Linked DNA regions of Rattus norvegicus: region 2 is linked to region 1. A link is a contact called in public Hi-C data. All regions are on one chromosome and are shown on one strand. The core of a region is the stretch at or near the end of the contact, and the rest is flanking DNA. Distances in the headings are between cores, read along the strand shown. Region 1 holds the start of Rbm26 (RNA binding motif protein 26). Region 2 holds the start of Spry2 (sprouty RTK signaling antagonist 2).

Evidence for each region. A called contact is a pair of places that touch in the nucleus more often than the background predicts.
Region 2: a contact with region 1 is called in a Hi-C map of the A7r5 cell line, with 2.9 times the contacts expected there. The contact joins the promoter of Spry2 here to the promoter of Rbm26 in region 1. A contact is called at or near these places in 2 of 12 Hi-C or Micro-C datasets (the A7r5 cell line and mammary epithelial cells) and 1 of 1 datasets of contacts at active chromatin or transcription factors (oligodendrocytes).

What each region holds. Positions count from the first base shown.
Region 1 is chr15:88,375,452-88,383,102 of GRCr8, reverse strand. It overlaps Rbm26 (RNA binding motif protein 26), which reads left to right and starts at 4,417. Exons shown (of 21, transcript NM_001277160.1): 1 at 4,417-4,845. The coding sequence starts at 4,775.
Region 2 is chr15:89,108,357-89,116,007 of GRCr8, reverse strand. Spry2 (sprouty RTK signaling antagonist 2) reads left to right here and starts at 4,082. Exons shown (of 2, transcript NM_001393836.1): 1 at 4,082-4,606; 2 at 7,350-7,651. The coding sequence starts at 7,401.

The DNA of each region.
Region 1 (7,651 bases), core at 3,168-5,667:
GTATGGACGGTGCCTCATCGGGGTATTGGATTATACCAATATCGTTTATCTCACTGCTATTGTTTCCTCTTCTTCAGCTTCTGGTCTTCAAAATAATGTCCTGGACTTTCCAAAGCCTTCCTTTAGGTTCTACATCATTACTTCTGTAGCAGACAGTTCTGTCTTAAGGTTAATGGGAACCATGAATAGCATGTGGAGGTGGACTGACTTCAAAAGAATATTTAATTATTCCACCCGTTTGAATTAGAAAGGAAGGAAGGAAAAGAGAGGACAGGGTCAAAAACACACTTTAATATTTATTTATTTACTTATTTAGACTGTTTTTGGCTTGGGCATGGAGGCACTGCATCATAACTACTCGCTGACAAAGAGGGAAAAAAGGATGTGACAGAGAGTCCCTAGACAGGGATTTGTGTCAGACTGCAAATGGCTACTTGCCACGTCATCCCCAAGTTAGAACTGTGTGTTTGGTTTTGTTTTGGAAATAAAACTTTTGTCCTTTTTGAGGGATTTTTTTCTTTCTTCTAAAAACAGGCTTACTACGTAGCTCACTATGTTTGCAACCAAGACCTTCAATGTGCTGGGGCTATTGGCATGAACCACTCACCATGGTGGACTGAAGCATTTAAGACATACAGTGGGTGCTGGAGAGATGGCTCAATGGCTAAGACTGCTCCTTGCTTTTCAGAGGGCACAAGTTAGGTTCTCAGTACCCAAGCCAGGCAGCTCACAGCTTAGAGCAGGAAATGAGAGTCTGCCTTCTGATCCCAATTTACATCATCAGCAAGCAAGTGCTGAAGTGTTTTGCATTATTTATGCTTGCCACAGGAAACACACACACATACACACGTACAATGGCAATTAGTAAAAATACTCAGTCATGGATTTGAAGGAGGCAGGGTGGGGTATATAAGAGGTGTTGGAGGGAAGAAATGGAAGGGGAATTTGTCAATTATAATATCAAAAATAAAAATAAAAGAAATTGAGAAGAAAAAGAAAAATATATTCTTTATTAATGTGCCTTTGATATTATTTCTAGGTAAACAAAAACTTTGGTATTCTTATGCCAAAGAATAGTTTGCCTGTTTTCTGAATTTATTTTTAAATTCTCAAATGTTAGTGCTGAGCAGTAGGCAAGGTGGTCTCATGAGTGTAATTTGCCCTGCGGTACTGAAAAGCCTTCAATAGTTTCTCACCATATCCTAGTCCAAGGAAAACTAGTTACCCTTTTTAACCTCCAAACTGACCATAGTCATTCTCCTTTTCCACACAACTTTACACTTTCCCACTTCCTACACGCTTTTAAAGATCTTGCTTTTTATTTGTATCAGGAACATTCCGCAAGCTAGCCTGAAATGTTCTGGTCTGTATTTTGTTTCACATGGCTAAGTTTTGTAACTGTTCACTTTTCCTAATATCAAAAAAAAAAAAGTATGTCCTTAAAGAAGCCATGTTTGAGCCCTCCTGTCCACAGTGTTGTAATGCTCTACGTTCTCTATTGTGCTTCAGAAAGCCTGATGTCTGAATGTTTGGAAGGTCAAAGGTTCTTATTTAGCCAGGTTTAATTTGAAAAAGCAGCATAGAGAAGAGGCATTAACACAACAGTAACTAAATCAACACGGTACTGGAGTAGTCGTGGACAAACAGACTCACTGAAAAGGAGGTCATAACCCAATTATGTATAAATGGGAATATAATGTATGGTAATAATATCTCACATCGTGGAAACGATAGACTTCTGAGGGGCAGGGTGGAGAAAAACAAACTCAGCAGCTAGAGATAAAAAGGACTCGGACTGCTCTGAAACCACTGAGCATGATAAGACTGTATTCATCAACTAAGAGAGAGCGAGCTGAAAGAACAGAAGTTAACCACACCAGGGAGAATGATCCCTGGGGCAGCGTAGTGGAAAGACTCAGAAAGACCCGGCAATGAGAGAGAAGAAAGCACAAAAAGATACAAGTCTGTAGAAAATGTATCATTACCACAGCCAGCTGAAACAGTTTCTCTTATGCTTCTTTCCCACTCCCAGTGGAGCTGCTAGCCTTTAAACAGTTTTTTTTTTATTGTTTCAGATATTATGCTAAGTCAAGAATCATAAAAGGGAATGAATTTAACCCGGCATATTTGGGGATGAGGAAGATTAGAAAACTGAAAGAAAATTTTAACTTCTATGTTTAGAAACTGAAAGACTAAGTCAAGCCATTGTCTAGGCTGTCAGTGAGGAAATGGAACACAAGCAATGAGGAATGTTATTCTGTGCAAGAGGAGGAACATTAACGGTAAAGGGGTCTGGAAAGACCAATGTATGTGGAAAATGTGAAGTAACAACATGCCAAATACTTAAATGTTCCTGCTGGCCGTAGTTAGTCTATTCTGAGTAGTACTGATGACTGCAGTGGTCAAATCTCTAACTCCGAGGAAAGAAAATGAAGTCATGAAGTGTTACAGATTGAATACAACGGCTAAGCAAGGAAAGCCTGGGAGCCCCTTGAGGAGATGCAGACTGGGAGCAACAAGCACTGTGCTGTGGAAGGAGGGAGGACAGCTATCACTCAGGGGTGAGGGAACACTTCCTAGAAGGCTTCATTTTGTCTTTCAGAATATAGCCAACCCTTACTACTTGAGGATTCTATATTCGTGAGTTTTCTTACTCTTTAGAATAGCTGTAACCCCCAAACCCAAGACTTGCGGTGGTTTTACAGTCCACTGTGTCCATACGCAGAGTGGTTAGAAATTCAAGTCCAGTGATGTGTTTAATTCTCAGCTGAAGTACAAGGGGATATCTTTATTCTTTTATTCAGTTCTCACAATGGAAACAAGTACCCATTTTGTGGTCCATTTGCTGTTTTATTTTCTTCATTTATGAGATTTTTTCCCCCCTTAGTGATTTTACTGTTTAAAATGTCTCTGTTCTCCATATGCAACAGTGAAGTGCTTTCTATGGTCCCAACACATAAGGCTTTGATGTATTTTACAGAGAAAAATACATGAATGAATGGGCTTTGTTTAAACATGTGTTACCTGCCAGTGAACACAAGTTCAATACTGATTCATCAATATTCGATATGGTGCCTTTAAACAGAAACATGATTCTCAGTAGTATATTATTTATACACTCTATATGTGACCTAATGTTTACCATTTTAATAATTGTATGTGTACAACTTCCTGGCATTAGATTTATAGTCAACCTGTTCAGCCACCAACACCATCCATCTCAGAACTATTATTGCAAACTGAAACTCTATCACTGAGACATAATTCCCAAGATTCCTCCTCTCTGCCTCCTGTTCTCTTTGGCTCCTGGCAACCACCATTCTGTATTCTGTCACTCTTGGGACTCTAGCAACCTTTATAAATGAAATTCTAAATATTTGTCTTTTCATATCTGCAGTATTTCAGTTAGCTAAATCCCCTTAATCGATACCCTGATTATTCATTAGCTTGAATCTGATTAACCTCTGACTGATGATATTGTATTTCAGAGCAAATATCTAGCTTTGAATTTTATAATTTTTTTTAGTTAACGCTTAAAGGACACTCCACTCCAGCATATTCTAAAGTCTCATCAAGAATTTCTTTATGGTTCAGTGACCAAGTCTTTAGATTTGTGAACTATTTTTCATTCTACTTGTAGTCCCTTGCCTACCAGTCTTTGGTCATCTCCTAACAATATTATATAATAGAATCAACTTGTTGGACCATTCATGATACATAGGATGCTGGTTTGAATGCTCTGCTTTGGTACATTGTAATTTCTTGGAGAAAAGTTGAATCTTTTCTAAATGAACAGAATTTAAAATGTAACAAAACTGTGTTTTAGCTAGGTTGGAAATCATTAAGGTTACATATTCTGGTTTGGGGGCATCCATAGGTCATTAGACCTTTACCAAAATGTCATGTACTTTGAGATAAGGACACTAATCCTCTGGAGGTCTCAGTGTGTCAGATTAGATCAGTCTATGTTTATCCATCGTGTGCACCGGGTAGCACACACAGAATATGGTACTGGAGGGTGCTGAGAAAGCTAAGGCAGGTTGCACGGTGCAGGAAACCTGCCAAAAGTGCTGGCCGTCTTCTCAACGAGCTCTTCCATCTTGCAGGACACCGTCTGGGAGTCAGCGGCCATTCCGTCCTTATGAAATAGGACGGCGCTTGTGGTTATTCACTACGAAGGCCGATCAAAGGGACTAAGGCCTCAACCCTTGCATATACAAAAACGCTACGGTCTCTACCCAGCGCACACTCGGCCGAATTTGCGTCTCTTCCCGGCATGCTCTGGGACGCACCGCGAGACTTCAATTAATTCTCGCGAGATTTATCGGCAGCCATCTTCTTGGGGGTGCTGGAAGCCGGGAAGACCCCCGAACCGTTCCCATTGAGCTGCCCTTCGTTTTCGCTTTCTTCACTTCTGCTCTGCCGCGTTGCCAGCAAGCACCTAATCCCAAAGCTGAGAGAAAAGTCCGGGTCTGAGCGCGTTCGGCTCTCCTTCGGGAAGATTCACTGGGGAGCGGGGCAGGGGGGAGGGCCCGGCAAACGGTTGCTGCCTCAGCCTGGGCCGGGGTCCGCAGAGGGGAAGCTCCCGGTACCCGGTGGGCGCGTGGCCTGCGGCGGCCCCGCCGAGGTGCTCGCCGACCGCGGCTCGCGGGAACTTGCCACCGGCACCTCCCACCGCGGCCCACGCGGACGGCGCGCGGAGGAGGGGGCGGCGGCGGCGGCGGCGGCGACCTGGGCGAGCGCAGGAGTGTGACCGGCCTCGGGGCCGCGGTGGATGGTTTCTAAGATGATCATTGAAAACTTCGAGGCGCTCAAATCCTGGCTCAGCAAGACCCTCGAGCCCATGTGAGTACCCCGGGGAGCTGTTGTTGCAGGGATGGCGGTGGTGGATTGGCGGACGCACGGATCGGTGCAGTTTTACTCAGAATGCCTGCGGTGGAGGCCGAAGCGCAGAACAGGGGTCCTAAGGCTCTGTTTTCTCTCTTCTCCCACCTTCGCGCCCGGGTTCAAGATAGCCAAAGCGGGAACTGTGCTTTATTTTAATGGTTGAACGGGTCTTTGAACTGGTGTGTCCTGCTTTCTTTTCCCCCGTTACATGGAGGCTGATACTAAACTTCCCCATACACCTGTGTTGTCTGAGGCCCTCCAGATCGGAGTCTTTGCTGATCCTCCTGGCCGTAGATTATCTTACAGTGTTTCTTTTAACGAAGTGAATGGCTTTTTATTTTTTTAAATTAGGGATTAGGGAAGTTCGAGTTTAAGGTTTTAGTTACAGTCCCTTAAAGAAAGGCCACGTCTTCCATGTGGTGTCTGGCTCATACGCACCTCATATTGATTGAAGATGTAACAGGTGCTAAATCCAGTAAACCCCCTACTTACACCCTACTAATTTGGAGAAGGAAAAAAAAAAAACCCTAAATCTCTATCCATATGGAATAGTTAGCAGTTTCAGGAGGAATTCAGTAGTTTGTGCGACTGTTGGAATGTTGAAAAATTTTAGGAAAAAATTATGGATTTATTTAATGCAAAATGCGTCATAGATACAATTTCTGCATCGTTGATTTACAATAGCAACTTAAGGTGCAGTGGCAGATAATTCACTTACTTAAATGCATGCATTAAGTTTTTACCGTGTACTGTGGGAAGCCTTGGGACAGGACTTTAAAATTCTCTCAGGTTAATAAGCTGCAATAAGATACACTTTGAGCTATGCCCAGTTATGACCATTATGATAGTATAGGACTATGTAAACTCGGTTTGGATGGGGCCTGCTGCTTCAGGGTTATTGGTCAGTGAAGCTGTCTGAGCAAGAAATGGTTAATAAAACTTAAAGAGGAAAAAGGATCTTCTGTGTCTGAGGAAGGCCGTGTTTTCAGAATGAAAGACCTAGTAGAGGACCTGATAGATGTGGTTTGTTCAAAAGAGAGAAAGAGTAGGGAAGAGAGGGGAAAGACATGGAATTAGTAGACAGGGGCTATAGGGGAGCTATATTCCAGGTCAGGAATCAAGATCTTATTTAACACACACTAGAAAAATAGGTTATTTAAAGCAGGCCAGGACTGATTTAACTTCAAATAAGGGTGTTTTGTGTAGACTTAAGTGGTAAGAGTTAAGTGAAGGAGCTCCTTTGCCGGGATGGCGGGCTGAGACTGATAGTGTGTTGGATGATGGTGGAGATGGAAGGAAGCACATGCACTTCACATGCAGGTCTGATAGAATGTCCTGAGAGAGTGATGTGGAGGAAAGGAAACACAATCAAGGATGAAGCCTGAAAGTTAGTTTTTACAGCTGCATGGATGCTGTAGAAGGCTGAGGGCAATCCAGGTGGGCAAGGGGATGGCTGATGGCATGCTGTGATGATGAAGTGTGAGGTCCTACTTACTCATCTTAAGTAAAGTTGGATCCTGGAGTCTAGAACTGGGGCCAGGACTAGAGAGGTATAACCTCATGCTAGTAGGATTGAAGCCATGAAATTGTGGGAGGTTTCCTGTGAACAATGTGTAGATAGGGAATAGACAGGATGGAGGTAGGAGGTATGGCAAGAGCAGGGGCTCATTAACTGATGGGATTCTACAGACTGATGCATGCAGTAAGTTCAAGCTCTTAGACTTGGCAGAGTGGCAGTCTTAGCAAAGGAGTTGACTAGAATGGAGTAGAGAGCTCACTTTCAGAGATCTGGAGGGTATAGCCTAGTGGTGGTGGCATGTGTGGCCTGCAAGGCCCAGATGGAGTCTTCAGTACCTTCCACTTCTAAATAAACAAAAAAGACATTTTCTTTCCTTGGGTAGGAAAGTCAGTGGTAACATATGTAACAGGTGATAGGGAGAACCCTGGGGCCTAATGACTAGCTTTGAATTGTGGGGAAACAACTCATTTACAAGTTATATAATATTGGAAAAGTCACTTAACTCAATGCTTGTGTTTCCGTCTGTAAAGTGGGGAAAATAATGAAAGAAATACATATATTCCTAAAATACTACCCAGTGTGTAATTAGCACATTTCAAGTCAACTGTACTGCCATTTCATGTCCTTTTCAATAACCTAAAACATATATACTTAGTGTATATGCTTTTAGTTTTTATTTAATTCAAAGAAAGCACATTTGTTGTAGCAACTACTCAGATGTCTGTTACTTTCCGTGATTACAGTAGAAAGTCATTGCTAGTAGAGCCTACAGTGGACTTTCTAATGCACATTGTTGTAAAATTAGCTCCTATCCTTCTTCTTTTAATTTGCATGTGTTCTTTATTCTTCTTCTAGGTGATGTCTTACAAAAGCTTAATTATTTACCATCTTTGGTTTCTAATGTTGGCTTTTTTACATAAAAGTTTTTTTGCATAGTTTTGACATGTAATTAATAAAATACATACTGTTTGAGGAAGGACTTTAAGAAGGAACTTTATATAGCTTTTAGCAGTTCATGATAGTGAAGTATCACATTTGTTTATTTAATTTTTTGACTAATCTGAACTTTGAATGTATTAGCAAAGTTTTGAGTACTTCACGTATGCTGTACTAATCAGTGTGGGAAATAGTATTTGGCAAGGGATGAAAAAACTTTTCATTTGTTAGGGAAGACAGATACTGAACAAGTAATTGTAATACTGTGTGTGCTAAAGAATTCTAATATGCTTTGGAAATAACATTATG
Region 2 (7,651 bases), core at 2,833-5,332, 730 kb before region 1:
AAACGTATGGTAAAAAGCAATGAAAAGAAGCAGTGGATTCCTTTCTAGCCTTGTTACAAAGTTTCAGCCCTTGTCTGACTTTGCATAAATTGTAGTAATGAGGTGCAAGTATCTAGCAGGAATATTCATTCATTAACTAGCACAAACCACAGGTGAATTCCAGCTAAAGGGGAGCTCTCTGAAAAGCAGCAGACAGACAGATGGGAGCCTGAGGCTCAAGGTCACATATCAGGACAACTCCTCTCACCCTAGGATAACCTTAGAGCCTGCACTGGATTTAGTTAGGGATAAAGGACATCTGCAAAGAAGGTTAGATTCTGAGATAAACTGCTTCCAGTCCTCCAAGCAATCTAGATAAGACATCAAGTGGTCTCTTTTGAATTCCTTTGCTTCTTTACTGAAGCCACTCCCAATTCCCCTCCTGGAGGCATTATCAACAGAATGTGAGGAATCAAAGAAATTCAAAACGTAAAATGGTAACAGTCATGGCTGCCAAATCAAAAGGTCCCCACTGCAAAGAGCCCTTTCCGTAGGAAGATTCCAGGAAGTCCTTACATAAATGAATTTTACTACCTCAGTTGGGCAGTAAAAAGAAATGAAGGCTCTAAGGTCCAAAATGTAAACTGCTGTCTTTAAATACAAAAACAAAAGCAAAGACCAAACAAACAAAATATCCCTTTGGTAATAGAACAAAATGTCTAAATACTAATTCTTTGTGCCGTCAAAAGCACACTGTATGTTTACAAAGTTTCACTTAGGTTTTCAAAACTAAGACCAAACCTAGGAAGGTGAAGGATTTTTGTTGTTGTTGTTGTTGGTTTTTGTTTTGTTTTGTTTTGGTTTGGTTTTTGGTTTCTATTTTCCGAGTCTTCGAGACTAGGTTAAGAGCCTTTTAAAGATACACTTCGCCCATGCTGTGAAGAAGACCAGCCCGCAAGCACAATCCTAAACAAGGTTTCAGTTCACTCAACATAACTCTATAGAAACTTGTTTACACTGTCTTCTTCTACCAAAGATTGGAGGAGGTGAAATTCATGGAATGTTTATATTCTGCCTCGTTAAAAAACAACAAATGAGGAGGACTATAGATATGAAGTTCAAATAAATGCAATCAGAAGATAAAGCCAGATTCGAGAACTCACTGTACACAGCAGATTCTGCTCAATGTAAGTTTATTACTTGACGAATCCTGGGAACCTGGAGGTGAGTATCATTGCGACATTAAGTCCCTTGGGCTTGTTTTTGCTTTGCTTTACAGTGCTTGACAAGTGGTAAAGTCTCTGCTTATGGCAGAGTTCTCCTTCTAGAACATTCTGCAGCACATCTGAAAGTGAGCTTTCTCTGGATGTTTGTCTGAGCGCTACTCCAGCTTTAATTTGTGAGTATAACTTGATTTGGAGGCACAGTGCTTTCATGAAACACCTCACTGTGCATATACAATGTATGCACAAATACAATTCGTCTTTTATATTTTAACAGTAGTCTTTGGAAGCACAATATGGTAGCTTATACATGTCACTGGCTGAAAAACAATAATGCACCAAGATAAAGCCTAAGGAATAATTTAAAAGAATCCAACAGATTCTTGCATTTACTTTGCTCTTAAGTTACAGGTAAAATGTTTTCCGAGTGTGAGGATTATGGGAGATGAAAAACAGTCGATTATTACCTAAAATCCTTTCTAATTTATGAAAGACAAATATGAATTCTTACATTCTTCCCCAAGCATCCGGAAGTTCCTGATTTAAATTCTATTTTATGCTTTGATTCCTAATGACCTGTTGGCAGAGATCCTGCAGTGCTGGAGGAAATGACATGGGGCAAAAGTCTCCCAAGGAGCGGCCACCGGGTGTAAGGGTGTGGGTGGGGTGGGGTGGGGGTGTTTCCCTTGCTAACTCTGCTTTCAGATGCTTGCTAGTCACACACCAGCAATTCCTTCCTGACGTGCTTCCCACAGCCTGCCTTTGACCTCCTAGCTCCTGGGTGAAAAACTTGAGGGTCCTCGTAATCGAACCAGATCAATCTCAAAGAGAGGTGGTAAGGGGGTGGCAAGAAATGCCACCTGTCGTAGCGTTTATACTAGACACCTTAAAATCCCGAAGCCGGCCAACCCACTTCTTCGAAAGGAACCCCTCCAGCACGTACTGAGTGCCACAGAAGAAAGCAGCTCGAGCCCCGCGCCTGGCGCTCGCCCCCTGGCGGCTCCTTCGGGAAGCGCAGCGGCGCCCGCGCTCGCTCGCCTGCTGAAGACTCCACGGATTCCGACGCCGCACGAGCCGCGGTGGCCGGAGAGGCCCAGCTGTCCTGATCCCAGACTGTCTGGGACGCGACGGAGCCGGCCGATCGAGCCTCTTCCACCCTCAGGCGTGGGGTGAGGGGACGTAGGCCAGCGCCCGGAAATAACGCATGCCACTTCCCCTGCCATCTCTAGTTCCAAACCCCAGGCGAAGGAGAAGAGTCGTGGAGAAACACCGAGAGGGCAGGGAGAGCGCGCAAACGAGGCAAATGGGGTGCCAGGGACAAAGTAGAGAGATACGTCGCCAGAAGTCAGCTAAGAGAACAGGGTGGCAGCGAACAGGTGAGGGCTGGAGCGAGAGAAATCAAACTCCACGTTTTTAGGAGCTCTAACCTCGCATGGTGCAAGGTCGCAGGTGCTGTGTGGGAAGTTTGACCTTACAGCAGGTACTTTCCGGTTTTAAAAAAAAATTAAATTCTCAGCTAAAATTGCAACACTAGCGTGTGGATACATTTCAGTGACCCCCACCCCGCTCCCCGCGTGCTTCCACGTGCAGGCACCTTAGTCCAGCCACGGCCAGAGCGTATGTATTTTCTGTATTTTAAATAGTTAACTATAGTCCGCTTCCAACAAGAACAGGAGGAACATATATGAGAATGTTCTAGGTGACAGATAGTGGGATTTGAAAGATGACGCTCTTTTTATTTATGGTTTCGCGAAGGAGGACTTCTGTAGGGAAACAGACCCCCCCCCCATTTCGGAAGTCCATGATGTCGCCCTGAGTAATCGCGTGGGTATTACAGAATTAATTTAAAAGGTTTTTTGCATCGAGCAAAACAATACAAAAAAAATCTTCAAAAGGCCTCCATCTATAGATAACCCCTCTTAAAAATGAAATTCTAACAAACTACAAGTCCACACACAATCAAAAGCCAATCCCAGTCAGAGCAGAAGGGACTTGAAACCCGAATCTACATTCCGTTCCTCCCGTACAAGGCTCGGAGGTGGGGGAGGCGGGCTGTGCTGGTGCCCGGTGTATAATCGGGTTAATCCAGTAGACAAAGAATAAACCAATAGCCCTCCCACCTCACTTCCCGCTCCCCTTTCCCTCCCCCTCCTGCTCCCACCCCCACCCTCTTCGCCCCCTGGGCATCGGTGGGGGGTGGGGTGGGGGAAACACAGGAGAGAAGAGGTAGAACCGAAATGGATTCCAAATCGAATCCAAAAAGCTGCAGCTCGGCTTTCCACGCTAAGGCTGTGCGGCCGGGTTAGTTTGCAACGTCCCTCCTTCTCCTCTCCCGGCGGCGAGGAAGAAAGTTCCCTAAGTGAGCCCCAGCCCGCGGCTCGTGGCCTCTGGGGGGGAAACCCTTAAGGTCAGTGTTTCCTTGAAACTAGATAAACTGACCTCGCGGCGGCCAGCGCGGCCCCGCGTGACGGCGCCCGGGCTGCAGGAGCGACTGGGGACGCGCGGGGCGGCGCGGTTGCCCTTTTGAATGCCTCCTGCGGCTCGGAGCGCTGGCGGGCGCTGGAGTGCGAGTGAATGTAGCCCCGCGGAGCCAATGAGCTGGGACCGGATGCGATATATCCTCTGGGACAACAACTGCTCTGTTCCGCCTCGGATCCACATGACGCCATTTACTGCTGCCGCGGCCGCTGCAAAGCTCCCTGCCTCCTCCGGAAAGGCGAGGGCGCAGGCCAGCGGCGCCCCCCCGCCCGCCCCCCATCCCCGGCCGGGCCCCAGACCCTCCTCCCCCGCCGCCTCCTCCTCCCCCTCCGCACCCCCACCCCCGCCTCGGCTTCGCCGCCGCGCCTCCGCAACGCCCAGTCTGCACGAGCGAGAGCTGCGCGCCGCAGCGCCAGCGGAGGAGAGGGGCCGGCGGAGCGCGCAGCGCCCAGGCCCCCGCGCGCGCCCGGCCCGGCCCGCGGCCCCGCGCCTGCCTCCGCTCGGAAGCAGCCCCGGGCCCCCAGGACTTGGCGAGCTGGCCTTAGGTTCTTTGTAAGGCCGTGCTCGCCTCGCTTTCTCTCATCGACCAGGAAAAAAAAAAGAGAGACTCGCCAACGTTGGCGCTTCGGCCTCTTGTTCATTGAGAAAAAAAAAGGGAAAGAAAAAAAAAAGGCAGAGGAAATACTCCGCGTGCGCTTCTGGAACGGAGGTCATCTCTCTAGCTCGGAATCCGGGAGGGTTCCAACGGTGGAGGATTTGGCTTCCAAATTTTCCCGTGGTTTTAATCCTCCCACCGACTGCTTGGAAGTTGGACTGAAGCAGAGTTTGGAGAGAAGGAAAAAGTTTGCATCGGGACTGGATTTATTTGCACATCGCTGGAAGAAGAGAATCCAAGGGAGAGGGGTTGGTGCAAAGCCGCGATCACGGTGAGGAGCATTTGGCTTTTCCCCTTCTGGAACCACAGCCGGCCGGGAGTGGGGTCCGGGTTCCTCTCTCCCCCTAAACCCGCAGGCTTCCCGGGAGGATCAGGAAGCTATCCCGCGGATCTGCTTCGCCTAGAACAGGGGTTCGGCCACGGCCGGGCTACAGGGTGCGCCGGTGCAGTGTCCCCCGTCCCGCGACAGCTCACTCTCTTGCGGGGTTTGGGGCGTTGGACCGCTTCACTGCGTTCTACTCCTACCCCTGCATTGGCGACGATTCAGTCGCCGAGAGCCTTAGAGGGAGGGAAAACACTTTGTGTTTTCCAGGTCGCTGTTGCAGGCTCTGGCATTGCTAACCTGTTCTTCCATTCGGTGGAGGCTAAGTTATAGGAGAGCTAGCCTGCGGCGGGGGCGCCTGTGGGGTTGGGGTACTGGGCTTCTCACCTCTCCACCTCACCGGGGCCGAAGCCCGGCGGGCGAGCAGAGGGTAGAGTGCCAAGCGGAGGGAGTCCCCGCCTCTGCCCGGTGTGGACAGTCTAGCCCGGTGCGGGTGGGAGCGTCGCCCAGCCTGGCGCCGCGTCTCTGCGGTTCGGAAGTGCAGCTTTCTCTTTTTTTCCGTTCTTCGTGGTCGGCCTAGGTCACGCTTTTTTTTTTTTTTAAATATATTTGGACACTTAGGCTGACCTAGACAGGAAGAGAGTTATCAAGTGGTCGCGGTCGGTTTCCATTACCTGAAAGTAGGTGGCAAAATAAAAAGGCTAGTTCCCCCCTCCCTCTTTTGTGTTACTGTTTTTAAGATTTGGAGTCTTAACGCCTTTTTTACAAAGGGGTTTCTGTGTCGGTTTGCCCCACCCTAGTGCTGAAGTCCTTTCCCCCTAATCCTTAGTCTGATCACACACTGTTCTTAATGGGGGTTTCAAAGCACTCTCAAAGGGGGAGGGAGAGGAACTGGGAGAGCGCAGAAGGGTGGAAGGGGGGCGCCTGCGATGGAGGCGGCCAGGGATCTGTAGAAATCACTTTTTTTTTCTTCCGAAGATGCTACTTTCCCTAGCAATCAGGTCCTCACGGAAAGTTTCCAGTCCGGGGGCTCAGAGTTCTGCATGCCTGGCGTGTGCAGTCTGGCTCTGGATAAAGCTATTTTTCTTTCGTTTTAAGAATCATGTCTTATTCCTGATCTAAAAAGAGGTAGGCGTGTGCAGATTGCAGACAGTGCCCGCTCCGGTCATTGCACCGTGGAGTCGCCCTGGGAGCGTGGGTCTATAAGACCTCCGTGCAAGCTGTGCGTCCTGAGCCAGGCTCTCTTCCTCAGGGCGTCGGATTTGGAAACTTGTGAGGACAGGCGTTTTGAGGGCCTTCGCTGAAACACCTTGTGGTGACCTTGCAGCGGGGGTGGGCGTGTTAAGAGTGGCTCCCCCTCTTGGGGCTGGATGGCAGTTCCTCTTGGGTTGGGGGAAATTTTAGCCGCGGGGGTGGAGGAGGGGGAAGTGTGCTCGTGCCTTGCATGACACGTCCCCTTCGGAGGCGCCCGCGCCCCCTGCCTGCCTGAGCTTCTGCGGATTGTACACGGGAGGGGCCGGTCTGGCCCTTGGACCGCATCAGTCGGCTTGGAGAAAAGTCCCCCGGGGTTCTGGCTGAGTCCCACCTGCTGGGGACTGTGTGGGGGCGCTGATAGAGCCGATAAACGGGTTGGGTTGAAAGCGAAGAACAGCCTTGTGTACCTTGCTGTTGGAGGTGAGCAGATCCGGTTTTCAGCTCTGCCTGGTTTGTCACCTGCCTTGTTCGCTGTCCTTTTCCAAAAAGCAGAGGTTGGATTAAAAATCCGGTTTTGCATCTTTCCCTTTGTATTTTCATGTGGACTCGGGTGAGGGGATGGGATGGTACTTCCTAGACCGAAGCATGACTGTAATTTTTAAGTTCACTTGACAAGATCATAGGTTTCCACTGTAACACTTCAGATTTCTAAAACTTTTCTTGTTGCTGCTACTTGCTTGGTGCTCTCGGGTATTTTTCAACACGAGGAAATAATTTATTTTTTGCATGCTTTATTTGTAAAACAAGAGAATGACTTGTGGTTCAGAACCTAAGGCATGCATAGGCTTTGGGTCTTGTAGGATGTTTGGTTCACGAGTTGTGGTCTTATATGAGTTTGTTTTCCTGTGCTACCTAGTGGGATCCGAAATGATTTATTTTAATTATATAACTTTGTGCTAACATGCTTATTTAAAATTTCACCTTAATTGCCCTTGAAATGTACTTTTTATGTCCTAGTCGTCCTAGGAGATTGGGAAGAGACAGTGATTATTACTCATAGTGCAAGGGTGATGTAAAAACCCAATTTAATCGGTACTTATTAGTGTTTAATGTAAAAATGATCATGTCAGACAAACCCGTTTCAAAATCTGCAAGGTATGTCTCTGAAATTGTTGGTAGCACTGTTAGGCATGCTCCAGTGTCGATTTCCAATTTTTTACACTGAACCCAAGCTCTTTAAATTGCCTGTTTATTTGAGTAAAGGATCCAGTGGATTGATGGTCTCTGCCCTTCCTAAGATTACAGGACTGTCAGTGCCTAGCCATCATTTTCACTTTTGAGAACGTACCTTGATCGGTCGGCTGTTCTACTCGCCACTACCAGCGCCTATCCAGTCCTATTTCTCCAGAGGTTGTGGGAAGTGAAGAGTCAAGTCCGGTGGGTGGAGAATGGGAAGTCTTAGAGTGTAAACCATTTTCTTTCCTCTTGGTTTCCCCAGGAGTTCAGATGTGTTCTAAGCCTGCTGGAGTGAACACACCGCCAAGATCTGATGGAGGCCAGAGCTCAGAGCGGCAGCGGGTCGCAGCCTTTGCTGCAGTCACCCCATGACAGTGGCAGGCAGCGTGGGGAGCCGGACCCCAGAGATGCCCTTACCCAGCAGGTACATGTCTTGTCTCTGGATCAGATCAGAGCCATCCGAAACACCAATGAGTACACAGAGGGGCCTACTGTGGTCCCAAGACCTGGGCTCAAGCCTGCTCCTCGCCCCTCCACCCAGCACAAACATGAAAGACTCCACGG